Linked DNA regions of Gossypium hirsutum: region 1 is linked to region 2. A link is a contact called in public Hi-C data. All regions are on one chromosome and are shown on one strand. The core of a region is the stretch at or near the end of the contact, and the rest is flanking DNA. Distances in the headings are between cores, read along the strand shown. Region 1 holds the start of LOC107945466 (putative glycosyltransferase 7). Region 2 holds the start of LOC107935191 (U-box domain-containing protein 30).

Region 1 (4,506 bases), core at 418-2,917, 180 kb before region 2:
GATGAATGGATAATGTATATATATGTGAGAATTAACTTACTAGATAGTGAGTAATTGATTTATTACATTAGTTAAAAAGGAAAATTTGACGATATGAGAATATGTAATGATATGGATAAATTCAGGTACTCAGGACGAATTCAACAAGTAAGTGAAAATTTATAAATTCATAGACGAGGAAGTGAAAGATTGTGAGTATATTTAGCCAAGAAAACCTAATTAACGACTCGAGAATAACAACTTGAAAGTTTTAATTTAGATGAAATTTTACAACTTGGTTTACTACGGTTAAATGTGTATATGTTCTGGTAATACCTCGTACCCTATTCCGGCATCGAATACGGGTAAGGGGTGTTACAATTGTCAAGATGACGTGCGTTCCATGTGCGCGGTAGAATTGTGCCCTCTAGTCTTGCCAATTTGTACACTCCATAGCCTATCTTTTCTACAACTTTGTATGGTTCCTCCCAGCTTGGGGCCATCTTTCGTGCTGCGAAGCTGGGAGGCTAACCTCAATACTTTTGAGTATAAAGTCACCAACTTGGAACTGTTTGTTTTTTACCTTGGAATTGTAGTAGCGAGCTATTTGCTGAGCGCGTGCCACGTTCTTGATTTCTGCTGCTTCCTAAACCTCATCAATGAGATCGAGGTTAAACTTTATAACCTCTTGGTTGGCATTTTCATCAAAGTGTGTTGTTTTATGTGACCACATGTCGATTTAATAAAAATTGACAGACGTCCCAAAGGGGGTCCTTCTTCCTCTCTGCTTCTAGTTCTTTGCTCCTAAAAAATTTAACCGTTGATCCAGTGCATCAACAAAAACGCGTTGAATAAAAAAACCTAATTAAGAGCAAAATGCCAAATTGACATTGTAAAATATGTGTGTGCAGCAGCATGGCAAAACAAGAAGAAAAAACAAGAACATGCTTTTGTTGAGAGGCAAATCCAAGATCTGAAGCATACCAAACAAATGATCTAGGCTACCATCAGAGCCACGGGAGCTTGCTGGTGGGGAGGGGGTGCAAAATCTTGAAAAATTTTGAAACCAAAGTTTAAGCTCCATGTATATACGGGGCCATGTGTCAGAGACTCACATGATGGCGGCCCATTGCCAATGCTCTGAACCGTCACTGTGTCTGCAGGTAGCTCATCTATTCCATCTTCCCTCTCTCTCTCTGTACTGGAAATTTGGGTACCACTAACATTTTCCAATTAGAAGGAAAAATGCTCTCGTCACATTCACATTTCACAGTAAAATACGTGACAAAAACCAATTTCACTGTGGGTTTCGGTTTAACTTATCTATCTGCCACGTATTTTAAATCTTTGCATACGAAGAGAATATGACAAAATCATTTATAATTTGCCAATAATTCTTAGATATACAGCACCACCTAGCAATTCAAGCCTTAAATCAAGGCTATTTTTCGTTATTTATTTTATGAATTGAGCATGGGCAAAATAATACGATTTTTTTTTCAAAAAGAAAAACCACTAGATCTTTTCGTTTGACTTGGGTCCATTTTCAATCAGATCCTTTTTTACAAAGCAACATGCAAAATAAAAGCTTTCTCGAATCACGTGCATCCCATCTTTAAAGTTTGCTCCGCCTAATTTAATAATTTAACAGAATTATTAATTAATTTTGGAAAACACTTTTTGACTAAAGATCTTTCCACTGTTGAAGTTTCAGTAAGTACAAAACTCAACACACAATTTAAACGGAAAAAACGGATGATTAGTCCTTCCCAGAATCCAATTTAAATTGTCGGCACCAATTTCACGAGCCAAACTGCCATGTGTCGTTTTAAATGTTTTTCACCTCCGTTCTATCCCGCGCATTTTAGCATCCCTGGCGCACCCAAACCGACGCCCTTAACTTTTAATACAACTACACAGTAATTAAAACAGTGTCCCCAGTCTTCTTTAATTGCATAACCAAAATTGGAGGGCATCCCGTTTTAAAAACCTTGGGAAACACAGAAACCTCAAAACCCAGTTTTCTTTCTTACAGGAAATGGTGTGTCCTGAGTTTTCTCATCCTCAATCTTCTTCTCCCATGGCGAAACCTCGGAACCGGTCGTTTTGGTGTCTTCCCGATGCCTTTCTTGTCTTTGGTGTTGCATTTTTAGCTCTTTTATTAGTAGCGTCATTTTGGTCTTTTTTCACTCCAACACCAAACTTTGAACCCACTGTAACCGACCCACCCTCCAAGTTGAGCATGAATCCAGTCGATTGCTCGGAAAGTGGGTTCGGAGTTAACTTAAAATCCGATCCCAAAGACCCCACCTTTTACGACGACCCGGAGATGGGTTACTCCCTTGAAAAGCCGGTGAAAGATTGGGATCAAAAACGCGCAGAGTGGTTGAAGCACCATCCTTCTTTCGCCGCCGGAGCACGTGAAAGAATCGTTCTTGTAACTGGGTCCCAACCCAAGCCATGTAAGAATCCCATTGGTGATCATTTACTCTTGCGTTTCTTTAAGAACAAGGTTGATTACTGTAGAATCCATGGCTACGATATTTTTTACAATAACTTGTTATTGCACCCCAAAATGGGTTCCTATTGGGCAAAGTTACCTGTGGTTAAAGCAGCCATGTTAGCTCACCCTGAAGCTGAGTGGATCTGGTGGGTTGACTCGGACGCCTTGTTTACAGACATGGAGTTTAAGTTACCCTTAGAAAGGTACAAAAACCATAACTTGGTTGTTCATGGTTGGCCTAAGTTGATTTATGAGAAGAAAAGTTGGACCAGTTTAAATGCTGGGGTTTTTCTGATTAGGAATTGCCAATGGTCTATGGATTTGATTAACACTTGGTCTGGCATGGGTCCAATGAGTAAAGATTATGAGAAATGGGGTCAGATTCAACGATTAACGTTCAAAGATAAGCTTTTCCCTGAATCAGATGATCAGTCGGCTCTGGTTTATTTGCTTTATACAGAAAAAGAGAAATATTATGATCATATTTATTTGGAAGGAGAGTTTTATTTTGAAGGGTATTGGGTTGAGATTGTTGGAGGGTACGAGAACACAACGGAGAGATACTTGGAGATTGAGAGAGGGGCGCCAAAGTTAAGGAGGAGACATGCTGAGAAAGTGAGTGAGCAATACGCAGCGTTTAGGGAAGAATTCCTGAAGGAAGCTGGGAATGGGAAAGGGAGTTGGAGGAGACCATTGATCACTCATTTCACGGGTTGTCAGCCTTGTAGTGGTGACCATAATCTGATGTATGCTGGGGAGTCTTGTTGGAATGGGATGGTCAAAGCTTTGAACTTCGCTGATAATCAGGTGTTGCGCAAGTATGGGTTTGTGCACTCGGATCTACATGATTCCTCCACTGTTACTGAAATTCCCTTTGATTACCCTGCGGATGAGGGTCCATGGTGAAAACCAATACAAAACATACAAAAAGGTATGGTTTTTCATTATCTTATGTCATGTACAAAAGAGTTGGCTTTTAAATTATTTTAATTTTGGGTGGTGGGGACTGGGGAGGAAGGGCTTTGCTGTGTTGAAGTAATGCATGATATTGAAGGATAATGATGTTGTTGTTGAGTAACCCCAACTATCAAAAATTGCTGCTAGATGTTGGTGTTTGGTAGGGGGGGATATTAGAGGCTTAAAAGGCTGGTTTTTGTTTAATGGTTTTCTGGTGGTATTAAGTCTTTTCTTGATAAAACAATGAGGCTTTTTGCGAGCATGAAAGGGACTTCAGATCATTCCCTTCCCCTTGGGTAAATAAATTCTTTAGTTGAACTCATTTTCAAATGGTTCTTAAGCTTAGTTAGGTAAGTGAGTATAGGCCTTCTAAAAAATTATTTTAAATTAGGTAGAATTTCTATGTTTGGAACTACTTGGGTTCAATATCAACTACTCATATTTATGCACATTTACTACTAAGGGTTCTTTTTTAATTATTTCTTTTGATATATTAGGACCAATAGCAACATTTCCAACTTTAATTGGATTTGCAACAGAGAATAGATTTATAATTTTGATTTCGAAACTATGATTTAGGGTAAACTACTAAAATATTCATTTTTGTTTGCCTCGGATTATATTTTAGTCATTTATATTTGAAATATTACGCTTTAGTCACTTACATTATCGAGTTGTAACATATTAGTAACTGAGCTATTAATTGTCATTAACAGTGTAACGATAAGTTGACATATGTTAAATCATCATTCCAAACAAAAATTTTAGGTTAAATTATACAATTGGTCCCTATATTTTTTTGTTTTGAGTAATTTAATTCTTTTCTTTTATGTTCTTTTAATTTTTTTTTTAATTTTCATTTTCTTCTCCTTCCAATTTTTTTCCCTTTTTCATTTCTTTTAACTAGTTTTTCTATGTTTTCCATTTGTTAAATCTGGTCCATATATTTTTATTTCTTTTAACAATTTAATTTTTTCTTTCTATTTCTTTATTTGTTAAAGCTAAATATATTTGATTATATACTTTGTGTGTAAACCCAGAGACCATTTTTTATCACTGCAAGATGA
Region 2 (4,939 bases), core at 722-3,221:
GTTTTATTAAGTATCTGAATCTGTTCTCTTGTATGGATTATGTTTAAATATATTTCAATTGTTAGTTTGATTGATTGATTTTGATTTGAAGTTATTGAATGTATTAATTGTAATTACGATTATACTTATAATTTTTCTAAAAGAAACTTTTAATTCTTATTGTAGACATTTACAAAAAAAATAATGTTTAGTTCAGATTAATTTATTATAAATGTGATTGTATTGGTAACCCTTTAAAAGAAAAAAAAATTTAATTTCTATTCAATTGTAGCCTTTTACAAAACAAACATATATTTTTTTTCAAATTGGTTTAATATAGTTATTTATGTTTATAATATGTAAAAAAATAAGTTAATAACATAAAGCAGATGACTGCTTTTAAAAAAGTGCATTTTTGTGGGTCACGTGACACCCTATATTGGGAGCATATGCTCATGTGATTCCCTACTGTTTTTAGGTATATTAAAAAACTTTCTTGATTTCTTCCCTCTTTTATAAATCTCAAATTTAGCTCACCCCACTCAATTATTTTAGCATAAAGAAGCTTGGAATTCGAGAATAATTTTTTTTAAAAAAATACTGATATTTGAATTTTAGATTACTTTTTAAAAATTATTATATAAATAAAATTGAATTAAATTTTTTAAAATATTTAGAATATTGACAACTATGAAGGTTTTAAATTTCGTAAATCAAATTTTAATATATAAATAATTGTTGTGTTAATATATTACTTAAAAACATATAAGTCCAAAAAAAACAAAGCTGTCCAGTATTAATAGCCAATTAATCTAATTAATTCCAACCTCACCCATCGAGTTTGCGAACTACTCAAATATTTATTATTTTATTACACTTTAATGCAATTAATTAAATAATAATTATGAGAAGCGGCTCCCAACCAACACTTTGCAGCCCTTACCACCCAAATTTCAAATCCTAATTATAGACCATATTGTATTTGGTCAATAATTATTAATATTTGCATATGAATTATTAAAAAAAAAATCTGGAAAAACGAGGGAGCGTGAAATACTTATGATATTATGCTGAACACTCACTGTACCATGGCACAGAAAAATAAACAAATACTAATTTCAAGTCATTATTAAAAAAGAGGCAGGGCTCTCGTGTCTACGTGGCAGGTGGTGATTGGTTAGATCTGGAAGTGGGGGCAAAGGCAGTCAACGCAAAGACCGGAAAAGTGAAGCAGCACAGGCGTGCAGTCAAAGCAAAACTGTCACGGTCAAAATGCTTTGCTGGCACTTTACCTAAAATAAATAAACACATGAAATTATTTTTCTTTTTAAAAATAAAAAAAGTAGGGCCCCCATAATTCTTTTAGGTAAATAAAATTTCTATAAATGAGTAGTTATAAATAATATAAGAATGACATTAAAGAACTGAAAATAGATGATGATTAATTTTGAAATTAGATTTTGTCCACATAACATATGTGGATGAAGTTTCTTAAGTTGAAAAGAGATTCCTTTTAGCTACAACAACAAACATTAAAATCAAAATCTTGAATCCATTCATTAGTTCAATTTATTAATGAAAACTAACTTTTTAGTAACATCACTGTTAAATTAAAAGTAATAGCCGGGAGATTACGGCAAAGAATTGATATGACTGCACGTGTGGTGTGCGGGTCGGATGGCTTGATTGCCGGTAACTTGGTAATTTCAACTTTCGCTTCTTTCTTTCTTTTTTTTACTCTGGTAAAATATTAGGGGAAAAAAAGGTCATTTCATGGAAAAAAAAAAGAAAAAAAGAAGAAGCAATGCATTAATATATTAAGATATCTCATTAATAATTAATTTTTATTATTTTTCGTGAAGGTTTTTTTTAATAATTTTAAAATTATTTTATTTTTATCCAGCAAACAACTGCCCCAAAAGAAGAGCAGTAGGGAAGCCTTTGCAGGACATGGCTTTCTCTGTTCTTTTTCTCTCCATTTTGTGGTAAGGCCTGTTTTCACAATAAGTTGATTCTCTTCACTAAATTCTTGAAGCTTTTTCATTTTTTTCTTGTTTGGGTTTTCCCCCCCTAATTTTTCTGTACCATTAATGGTTGGGTTTAGAGGAAAAAGGGCTAATTGATTAGCTTTTGTACTACTCTTTTAACTGTTTATCTTTGACTGCTTTCTTTTACTAGTATCTTTCTTTTCTATGCCTACTTATTTTTGCTGTTTTGGGGGGCTTGATGATGGGAAGCTTGTACAAGAAGTGAAAGATGGGAGCTTGGTTATTGTGTGTTTATTCGTGATATTATTGTTATTATGATGGACTTTTGACCCTAGAAAAAGAGATCAGGATAAAGCAAAATAGATGTGTGAGTTTGTAGGGAGAAAAAGAAGGTATATTTCTTGCTTTATGATTTGTCAATGAGAGAGGAATTGATTGGAAATATACAAGTTCCATTCTTTTTTCATAATGTGGGTTGAAGGGTGCTTGTCAGTGCAGTGAATTTAGAGCTTGTTGTGGGTAGTGTAGAGGGGTTTTAAAAATAATCCTTCTTTTTTGGTACCTTGAGAATCTGTGTTGCTTTATCTCTTTTTTTTCGGAAAAAGAAGGGCGGGTTTCAAAGATGCCCATGTTTCAACCCTCAAAGACGGATGGGGTGGTTGTTGCTGCATTTGATGGTAGTGGTGATGGGCAAGTTCTGGATCTGGATACTGCTGTTAAAGATGGGGTTTTGGGTGGTGTTGGTGGTGGAGTCATTGGTGCTGCCGTTGGTGAGAAATTAGATCTGAAGAAAATGATTGAAGAGCTTGATTTACCTGAGATTCCTTCTGTGTTTATTTGTCCCATCTCTCTTGAGCCAATGCAAGACCCTGTAACTCTTTGCACTGGCCAAACATATGAGAGGTCCAACATTCTCAAATGGTTCAATTTGGGGCACTATACTTGCCCCACTACAATGCAAGAACTCTGGGATGATTCTGTTACCCCAAATAGAACCCTTTACCATTTGATTTACACTTGGTTTTCGCAGAAATATTTGCTTATGAAGAAGAGATCCGAGGATGTACAAGGAAGGGTAAGTGAGCTTCTTCAGACCTTGAAGAAGGCTAAAGGTCAGGCCAGGATTCAAGCCTTGAAGGAGCTTAAGCAAGTTGTGGCTGCACGTGCAACAGCAATGAAGACAGTGGTTGATGAAGGTGGAGTTTCTCTAATTTCATCCTTGTTAGGTCCATTTACTTCCCATGCTGTTGGTTCAGAGGCGATTGCCGTTCTTGTCAATTTGGAGCTTGATTCAGAGTCCAAAACCAATTTGATGCAGCCAACAAAGATTTCGTTGATGGTAGACATGCTGAATGAAGGGTCAGTGGAGACAAAGATCAATTGTACGCGATTGATAGAGAAGTTAATGGAGGAGAAGGAATTTCGGGCTGAGAGCATCTCCAGCCATCGGCTATTGGTTGGTCTAATGCGCTTAGTGAAGGATAAGAGGCACACGAATGGAATCTTGCCTGGTCTTAGCTTGCTCAGATCTATATGCTTACATAAACAAGTCATGGGTTTGATTGTGAGTATTGGCGCCGTTTCTCAATTGGTCGAATTGTTACCTGCTTTGGAACCTGATTGCCTGGAATTAGCCCTTTTCATATTGGACACGTTATCATCACTGCCAGAAGGCAAAGCAGCATTGAAGGATTGTGGAAACACAATTCCAAATATGGTGAGGCTGTTGATGAGAATTTCAGAAAGCTGTACTCAATATGCATTGTCAATACTGTGGTCCGTATGTAAACTTGCCCCTGAGGAATGCTCCTCAGTTGCTGTAGAAGCCGGTTTAGCAGCAAAGCTGCTTCTCGTGATTCAGAGCGGTTGCAATCCTGTGTTGAAGCAAAAATCTTCGGAGCTCTTGAAGTTATGTAGCCTAAATTATACAGACACCATCTTTATTTCAAAGTGCAAGCTCACAAGGACAATCCTATGACAAGTTAAAGGGCCTGCCATGATTGGTTCTTGAAATCTTCCTAGAATGAACGATCATATCTTATGAGATAGGGGGTTTGAGGTATGAATAAGCTCTCCTGTATATATTTAAGCACTTCAATTCCTGCAATTTGATTCAACTTTACTTAAAGAACACTCATAATGTGGATAAGAAAAAAGAACACATTTCATGCTGCAATGGAAATTATATGAAGTTCTCTTTTCCAATGCCTTGAAATAAAACCCCCCAAAAGGATCATGTGGAATGGATTATTGTGGGTGGGGCACATTCTTGGGATGGAATTGTGCTATCTGTGCAAGACTTTGGAGCTTGCAATCACAATTGTAATAGACAAAGAATTGCTTTGCTCCTTGGTGTTGGGGGCCCTTATTTCTCCCAAGTTGTTCCTATGGTAAGGGCCTTCCTTGACCAATTTTCCTGTCCTGGTTTTAGTGGGAGTTTTGCATTTTCAGCTCCACTGTTGTAGAGAGATTGGAATGCCTCTGGACATCAATTGTCTATTCAATGTGTACAATGAAAGATAACCTTTTCTTTTCTTTCTTGTTTTTTTTTCTTCTTATTTATTCTGCACTTTTCGTTTGTTGTTAGCCTCCATGAAGAATTAATAAAATTAAAAGTTTACTGGTTAACAATTGTGTACATTTGATTTATTACAAAGGCTATGTCAATGTCATGTAAAAGAGAGGGGTGGTCTAGCATTTACAAATGCGTTGAACTGTTACTATTTGGGGGGATCACTGTCACGGTGGAACACCTGGGGTCCATCATATGTAGTTTATATCGCTTTGTGGGAGAAATTTAGGACAAACCCATTGTCATCTCTCTTTCAATCACTGTTGTAATGAAATGTTCCACTCGCAAATTGTCGAGAGAACTCCTATTTGTAATCAGTAAAAAGCTCCCATTCACTCAATCCTTCTGCGCAAACAGAAGTGGCTCAATCTTTTCTGGATTCAAGAAATTTCTGTCCACT

Evidence for each region. Hi-C and Micro-C count contacts between places; a contact is called where the count stands out from the background.
Region 1: a Hi-C map of hypocotyl shows a contact between it and region 2, with 2.2 times the contacts expected there. The contact joins the promoter of LOC107945466 here to the promoter of LOC107935191 in region 2. A contact is called at or near these places in 4 of 34 Hi-C or Micro-C datasets (anther, hypocotyl, leaf and 1 more).

Annotation. Positions count from the first base shown.
Region 1 is chrD12:27,271,803-27,276,308 of Gossypium_hirsutum_v2.1, reverse strand. It overlaps LOC107945466 (putative glycosyltransferase 7), which reads left to right and starts at 1,667. Exons shown (of 2, transcript XM_016879483.2): 1 at 1,667-3,413. The coding sequence starts at 2,018. The coding sequence ends at 3,388.
Region 2 is chrD12:27,087,603-27,092,541 of Gossypium_hirsutum_v2.1, reverse strand. LOC107935191 (U-box domain-containing protein 30) reads left to right here and starts at 1,971. Exons shown (of 1, transcript XM_016867760.2): 1 at 1,971-4,502. The coding sequence starts at 2,590. The coding sequence ends at 3,945.